Linked DNA regions of Rattus norvegicus: region 1 is linked to region 2. The links are chromatin contacts, called in public Hi-C maps. All regions are on one chromosome and are shown on one strand. Each heading gives the region's core, a stretch centred on a gene start, on an enhancer-like site or on the middle of the called end of the contact. The rest is flanking DNA. Distances are from core to core; before and after follow the strand shown.

Region 1 (3,876 bases), core at 76-2,575, 51 kb before region 2:
TTTGAGACAGGGTCTCTCTATTTAGTCCTGGCTGGCTTGGAACTTCATATATAGATCAGGCTGGCCTTGAAATCCTTCTACCTTTGTCTCCCAAGTGGTGGGATTAAAGGTGTGCTCCACCACACAAAGTTTATTTACTACACAATTCTTGTGTTGGCCCTAGATTTTCTTTTAATCGTGTGTGTGCGTGTGTGTGTATGGTGAAGTGGGTTCATATTCCTGTGGGTACACACAGGCCCCACGTGCACTGGGAATCAGAGGGCCAGATCTAGTTGTCAGTCTTTGTCTTGCATCTTGTTTGAGGCCGGTTATCTTAGTTCCCCACCCCCACCCCCAACTTCATGCACTAGTCTAACTTCAGGGGATTCTCCAATCTCCACCTCCCATCTTGCCTTGGGAACATTGGGATTATAGACTGTGCTTTATGTGGGCTCTGGGGGTGCAAATATAGGTCCTTGCTCTTGCTGAGCAAGAGCTTTATCCTCTGAGCCTTCTCTCCAGCTGACCTCTATGTTTTATGGTGGTCCGCAGCTGTAGGGTGTGGTGTTGCGGGGGCGGAGGGTGTGCAGTGAGAAGAGGAATAAGCTTGTTATATCCAAATCACCATGCGAGGAGGGAACTTTTATTTAGACATACAGTGAAGAGTACAGCCATGTCCCGCCGAAAATCGGGGACAGACAACATTTAAACACACCTATGACATTATGCTCACGGAGGTGCTTTCATTTCTATGAAAGAATATCCTAACGGACAAAGGGACAAGAGGAAGGAAGTAGTATCCGGGTTTGGGCTCCGCTGAGCCCCTAGCGTCAGGTTGTTGGCATCCTTTTGGCAGTGCCCGCGGCCCGCCACAAGTCATTCAAATCCCGCATAGAGCGCGCGCCACACAGTCTCACCAACCAGGCTCTGACGTTGTAGGACGCGAATCTTATTCGTAGTCTCCACAGCTCAGATCGCCTTACTCTAGAAAGGATAGGAGCACAAGGCTGGAGGTTCTCCGGGTGGCTGCGGGGTCCTTGGGCTGGGGTCGGTGGCACCCTTACTGCTGTCACGTCAGCGGCGCCGGCCAATCACCGATTGAAGCCAGGCAGGCGCGGCACACAACAGGCCAAGCAGTGAGCGCACAGTAGGACTACATCTCCCACAATGCTAAGGGAGACGTAGCTTTGCGTCTCTTTAGGCTCATGCCCCCTTGAGATTTAGACCAATCACAGCCTCAGACCAGGTGGGCGCAAGGGACTGCGGGTTATGTAGTCCATGCTCAGTGGGACTGCAGCCCCCAGTGTTCCCCGCGCGTCAGGGAGGAGCAGTGCGGCGGCGCGGGCGGCCGTCGGGGCTGGGCGGCGGCGGCGGCGGCTAAGAGGGCCCGGCTTGTGGGAGCCAAGGTGGGAGCGGGCCTCGGCGCGCGGCCACCATGTCCGCGCCGTCGGAGGAGGAGGAGTATGCGCGTCTGGTGATGGAGGCGCAGCCGGAGTGGCTGCGCGCCGAGGTGAAGCGACTGTCCCACGAGCTGGCCGAAACCACGCGTGAGAAGATCCAGGCGGCCGAGTATGGACTGGCGGTGCTTGAGGAGAAGCACCAGCTCAAGCTGCAGTTCGAGGAGCTCGAGGTGGACTATGAGGCCATCCGCAGCGAGATGGAGCAGCTCAAAGAGGTAGTGGCCGGCTGCGACCCCTGCCTGGGGCTCTGAGGTCATCCTGCCCAGTGGTGGGAGGTACCAGGGGTGGGGCAGAAGACCTAGAGTTGTGGTCCAAGGCAGTGACGGAGAGTGACCATGCTCGGCCCCGTGCCCTGCTGCTGGGGTCTAGGCTCCCTGCAGCTCCACGTACCCGCTAGTTTTCTCTGCAGGCCTTAATAGTCCTTTCGTTGAGGACTGATGTCCTGCTATGGTTATTGCTGCCTTGGGTGTGTCTGTGTAGGCGGCGGGGGAGCAGACGATGCCCTTACAGCTGAGGCTGTCCGTGAAAGTGACCCCCTTGGTAAGGCTGAGCCTGGGGCTGGTTGACCACAGTCTGTCATCTTCAAGCAAATCACTGCCCCCCTTTTTGGAGCAGCTGCTTTCTGTGCTGTTCATCTGGTTTCATGACTGCCTGAGGCTGGGAAGGGATGGATACAGTGAGTCGCAGCTCCTGATTGCCCATGACCCTTGACAGGCCGGCTTTCCCAGTATCCATCGCATCAGTGTGACTTAGCTCTGGCTCAGTCAGCTGCTTCCCCCCCCCCCCCCCCAATCTCATTAATGGTGCACCCACTACTGGGAAGCATGGCTTCCATCGACCGCTTCCTGTCTTGCTCGGTCTCCTAGGCCCTGCCTGTCGCCCTGGAGTCTGCGTTCCTTCTGTCGGAACCTGGTGCTTTGTGTCATCCCACTGTAGGGAGAGAGGTTGGACCCCCCAGGCTGGCTAAGAGCTTGAGGGGGGGGGGGATGCAGTAGGAGGGACCTGGGTAAGCTTTCTGGGATGATTTAAGTGTTAGTGACTCTCCCATCCGTCTTGACTCCCCAGCCGTGTTCTGGAGACTGTCGGGGAAATGCTTTCTGGAAGAGGGACACACTTGAGTTTGGACCAACCCCCCCTTATTGCTTATGGGTGAGCTATGGGTGAGCCATGGGCAAGCTCTCCTCAAACCTTAGCTTCCAGCTCTGCAAAGTAGGAATACAGCTTTGCCAACCCACAAGTATTGCTCTGAGTGCTCTGCATTTAGAAAGGCCTGATGTGGGCCACACAGGTAGCTTTTTGGATTATCTAAATGGTTTCCCTTCCCTGTCAGACTCAGTTCTGCTCTCGGGTGTTAAAATCACAGGCTCATCTTTGGATACTTCTGCTCCCAGCCAGCTTTGGGTGGGTGCCTGAACTCTTTAGAGCCTCTCTTCTTTTCTGGGGGGGAATGAATCCCTAAAGTCTGGGTAGAACAGGGCTGGGTGAGTCCCAGAAGTGGCTGCTTCTGTGGGAAGGTAGGAATTGAGTCTTCCCACAGAATCTCAAGTCTGTTGTCTGTCAGAGGACATCAGTTACTTTCCCAAGCCTGGCTCCATCCGCAGTGGGTTGACAAAAGGAGGGGGATGGGCAGCCCCCCCTGGAGGGGGAGGGGACAGTCAAGGTGATAGATGAAGGTCAGGACTGTGAAAATATGGAGTGGGTGTATCCTCTTCCCAAATCTAGTCTTCTGTCTGGGGCTTCCCTTCCCCCCTCCTTAGTGCTCCAGGCAGGTAGCTGCACCCTTTAATTACAGTACCACTCCCACTGCACATACATATGGGTTGCCTTCCCACTTCCTGTGGAATGCCTGTGAACCTCTCCTGGGAAGCCCACTCTCCTCCTCTGAATTAGCAGGTTTCTTTCAGGGGCATGTGCTGTGAAAACTGGCTGTTGGTGATCTAGTCGGTCCTCACTTGGGTGACTTCTGTTGGTCAGCCTCCTGCAATTGTTTTATGGGCAGAATCATTTTATGACTCAGTGAAGAACAATGGTGGCATACATGTGGCCTTCTCTGTATCTGGAGGGAAACCTCTGAGAAGATGAGGAAGAGGGTGCGATCTATTCTCTAGGTGCCCTTTAGGTATCTGCTTAGTCTAATGCCAGTCCCACACTGTATAGGCTTGGACAGGCTGCTCCTCTCCCATTTGTGAGGTGGGATAAGGTTTCTTCCAGAAGTTTCTGGTGGAGTCCAGAGGAATGCATCAGCTTCAGAGAGTGTTGCCAAAAGTTTGTGCCAATCTGCCTCTTGTCAGCAGATTGTTCCTCACACCCATGCCAAAGCAGGCTCTGGTCAAACTCTTTAATCTTGGTCAGTATTGTATTTGAAATACTAACTTCTACTTTAAAAAAAAAAATGAAGATTTAAGGAGACAGCGTATATAGGAAGTTTTCTCCCCAT
Region 2 (3,745 bases), core at 246-2,745:
AAATGATGAGCTATAAAAGAAGGTACCAACCTAGCTTCATGAGAATTAAAGAATGTGATTCGGCAGACACTTCAGGGCTCTGGAGATGGCTCAGCACTTGAGAACATTTGCAGCCTCCCAGAGAATTGCAGTTCAATTCCCAGCAGTCTCATCAGGTAACTTACAGTGCAGTAACCTCTAATTCCAGCTCCAGGGCATCTGTTGCCCTCTCCTGGACTCCATGGTCACTGCACAGGTGTGTGTGTGTGTGTGTGTGTGTGTGTGTGTGTGTGTGTGTGCGCGCGAGTGTGCACATGTGTGTCCACACAGAGATATACATATGCACATAATTAAATCTTTTTTTTTTGTTGTTTTTTTTTTTTTTTCGGAGCTGGGGACTGAACCCAGGGCCTTGCGCTTCCTAGGCAAGCGCTCTACCACTGAGCTAAATCCCCAACCCCCATAATTAAATCTTTTAAAAGGAATCTAGGCCTGGAGAGATGGCTTTGTGGTCACGAGCACTTGTTGCTCTTGCAGAGGACCTGATAGGATTCCCAGCACCCACACGGTGGCTCACAACCATCAGTAGCTCCAGATCCAGGGGATCCAATGGCCTGATCTGACCTCTGGGGACACTAAGCATGTACACGGCACACAGACGCACACACAGGCAGACACTCAGGAAACAAAAGAACAATTCAAAAGTTTAAAAGTTTTTAATGAGTTCTTTATTTATTTTTATATATTTATTTGTTTTATTTGTATGACTACACCATAGCTGTCTTCAGACACACCAGAAGAGGGCTCCAGATCCCATTGCAGAAGTTGTGAGCCGCCATGTGGTTACTGGGAATTGAACTCAGGACCTCTGGAAGAGCAGTCAGTGCTCTCAATTGCTGAAGACAAAGCAATTGCTAGGAGAAAAAAGGTTTTTTTTGTTTGTTTGTTTTGTTTGTTTTTTGTATATCTGATAGGTACGTAGATGAGTAGTAACCAGATATATAAAGCATTATTTCTCTATTTCGCCTTTTTTTTGAGACAGTCTCACGTAGCCCAGTGTGTCCCGGAACTAGAACTCCTGATTCCCATGCTACACCTTCCAAGTCCTGGAATACAGGCATGCTCCACCACATGTGTTCTATGCAGTGATGGGGACCGTAAGCATTCTACCAACTGAGATACACAGCCTAGTCCCAGAACTTCTAAACAGTGGGTGAGTCCCCCACAGTGTGCACGTGGAGGTCAGAGGACAACTTTTGGGGGTCCTGGGAATTGAACTCAGGTCATCAGGTTTGATACCAAGTGCCTTTCCCCGCAGAGCCATCTTGACTCTCTAGGTCAACAGTAAGATGAAGGTGTTGAAGACTGCAGACTGTGAAGAGCAGAGACTGCCGCTCAGAACCTCCCCTCAGGGGGAGGGCCCTTGCACTGAACAAAGACTGGAAGGCAAAGGAGAGGAGGAGGCTTGCTGGTGGGAGGGCAATGGCTTGGAGGCTGTGGTTAGGGAGGTTGGATTAGAGACGGGAGTGTATTTGGCTTTCTGGTTGGTCCTAAGTTGGAAGCAGGCTATTGATCAGGTCCTGGTGTTTGGGACTGATTGTTCTAGAGGTTAATATTTAGCTTCCCAGGAGTCCCTAGAGATAGCGTCCTGCTTCCTGTAGGCTGCCCACACAGCTGCCCTCCTTGGCTGGTTTCTACAGATAAGGGTTGCCTTCCTGTTCAGGTCGCTGTGGGTGGGGTCAAAGTTCCATTTTTATAGATGGTCTTTCTGGACCTTGTCCATTTGGTTAATCAGGATCTCACAAACAACCCGATTTAAAGTTGGGTGAGATTCTTGAGTAAATCTGTCAGGAAGAAAATGCAATTCAAAACATAAGTACCTAAATGACATTATCAAAGCAAAACAGACACCCACCACACACATGTGCACCGCATACACACATCACACACCGTCACCAGGTACACATATACACATACCAAACATATAAACGCCAGACACATGCATGCACTCTCAAAGTTGTCTTTAGACCCCTAGGTGCACTGCCGAAAAGTACCTGTCCACCAACACATCAAGTGCATGTGTCATGCATACACAGTAAAAAAAAGACCCAGAAGTTTCTATGTCTATAATTTTTTTTTTTTTTTGAAACAGGTTCTAAAGTAGCCCGGGCTGGCTTCGGGCTCAGTATGTAGCCAAGGTGACTTTGGACTTCTGATTCTCCTGCTTCTGTCTTCCCAGCGCTGAAATTACAGGCATGTACCATCACAACCAGCTAGGCTTTTCCTTCCTCCCTCCCTCCCTCCCTCCCTCCCTCCCTCCCTCCCTCCCTCCTTTCCTTCCTTCCTTCTTTTCTTTCTTCCTTCCTTTCTTTGAGATACATACAAATCTGCTATTTATGTAGCTCAGGCTGGCCTAGGACTCTTAGTAATCCATCTACCTCTGTGTCTTGAATAACAAACAAGATGTGCATTCCAAATCCAGCTTACCCCCAGAATTCCACTCAAAAGCAATAAAAGAGAAAATCTACTCAAAGACTTAGACCATTATTTATTCTAACAAGAAAATCTACTTGCTTATGAGCTCGCCGGTGACCATGCAAGCTCACTGGGGTGCGCTTCTGTGATGAAATGCTAGAAGTTTAAAATGACCCTAGAACAAGCTGTTCCCATTGGTTCCACGAGCTTCTTACTGAAGCCCAAAGCTTGCTTGTCGGAACTTGTGAAACTGGAGACAGGCTAGAAGTCTCCTTCAGCTCCAACTGCAGGCCAACGCTACATCCTGGCCCTCAGATCAGACCCTCCACAGTGGGGGCTTTGAGAAAGTATCACAATGGACGTCTTCCTCCTGTGCTAAGCCCCCCCTCCCCCGGCCCCTCAGAAGTCCAGGTTATTGGCCTTTCTCACTGGGGGCTGCCTGGGATCTGGCTTCCTCCTTGGTCTTCTTCTGACCTGGAGTACTGAGTGGTTTCCACAGCTTGATTCAGATAATGCTAGTTTTACATTAGGGGGAGGCACGAGGGTTCCTCTGTGGTGGTTATAGTGCTTTTGTAAACAGCTGGAAGCTGGTTTCTATGATGACTCCTGTTGCTTCTGAACTGTGGGAAGGCACCTAGGCACCGAGAAGAGCTTGGTCAGGCTTTGGCTGCTGTGTGTGTGTGTGTGTGTGTGTGTGTGTGTGTGTGTGTGTGTGTGTGTCCCAAAGTCACAGGGTGTAGAGCCTTTGTGAACTGGGGTCTTGTGAGTGGATTTTGAGTCATCTGATATGTCCCCACCGGTGACTGTGGCGACAAGCAGGGGACCATGACAACACTGTCCTTTCATCTTGGCTTTTTGTTCCCTGACTGATGAGGTAAGCAGTTTTACCTCACTCTCTGCTCTGGCCATGATGTTCCACCTCACGGCAGACAGAAAAGCAGAAGACACAAGACATGAGCTAAAACTTGTAAAATCTTGAACCCTTTTTAATTACCTGAGACATTTTGTAACTTTAACCAAAAGCTCACTATCACATGACTTTTCATTTTTAGATAGGATCTTGCTAGGTAGTCGAGGCTGGCCTGGAACTCAGTCCTCCCGTCTCAACCTGCTACGTGCACAGATAAGCACCACCAAGCCTACTCTTCTGTCCTCTGTCTCCTCTCCGTGTAGCTCCATCCTCAGAGCCGAGGTTGTGACCTGGCTTCAGGAGCTCTCGCTGGCTCTCCTTGACCCATCGCACCATCCACAAAGACAGAAAGCCTCTTTCTCTCCACCCATAAAACAAAAT

The links. Hi-C and Micro-C count contacts between places; a contact is called where the count stands out from the background.
Region 1: a Hi-C map of hepatocytes shows a contact between it and region 2, with 1.8 times the contacts expected there. The contact joins the promoter of Bicd2 here to the enhancer-like site in region 2. A contact is called at or near these places in 12 of 12 Hi-C or Micro-C datasets (the A7r5 cell line, the Rat2 cell line, Schwann cells and 7 more) and 1 of 1 datasets of contacts at active chromatin or transcription factors (oligodendrocytes).

What each region holds. Positions count from the first base shown.
Region 1 is chr17:15,508,754-15,512,629 of GRCr8, reverse strand. Bicd2 (BICD cargo adaptor 2) reads left to right here and starts at 1,325. Exons shown (of 7, transcript NM_001033674.2): 1 at 1,325-1,654. The coding sequence starts at 1,415.
Region 2 is chr17:15,458,336-15,462,080 of GRCr8, reverse strand. It overlaps a transcript of Bicd2 not described here. Among named protein-coding and RNA genes, the nearest start is that of Rps12l8, 11 kb to the right of the region's middle. Within about 2 kb of position 1,495, at least 5 of the 93 cell types and tissues checked have an H3K27ac peak or open chromatin away from gene starts, as enhancers often do. A contact at or near this core is called in hepatocytes, where this site is marked.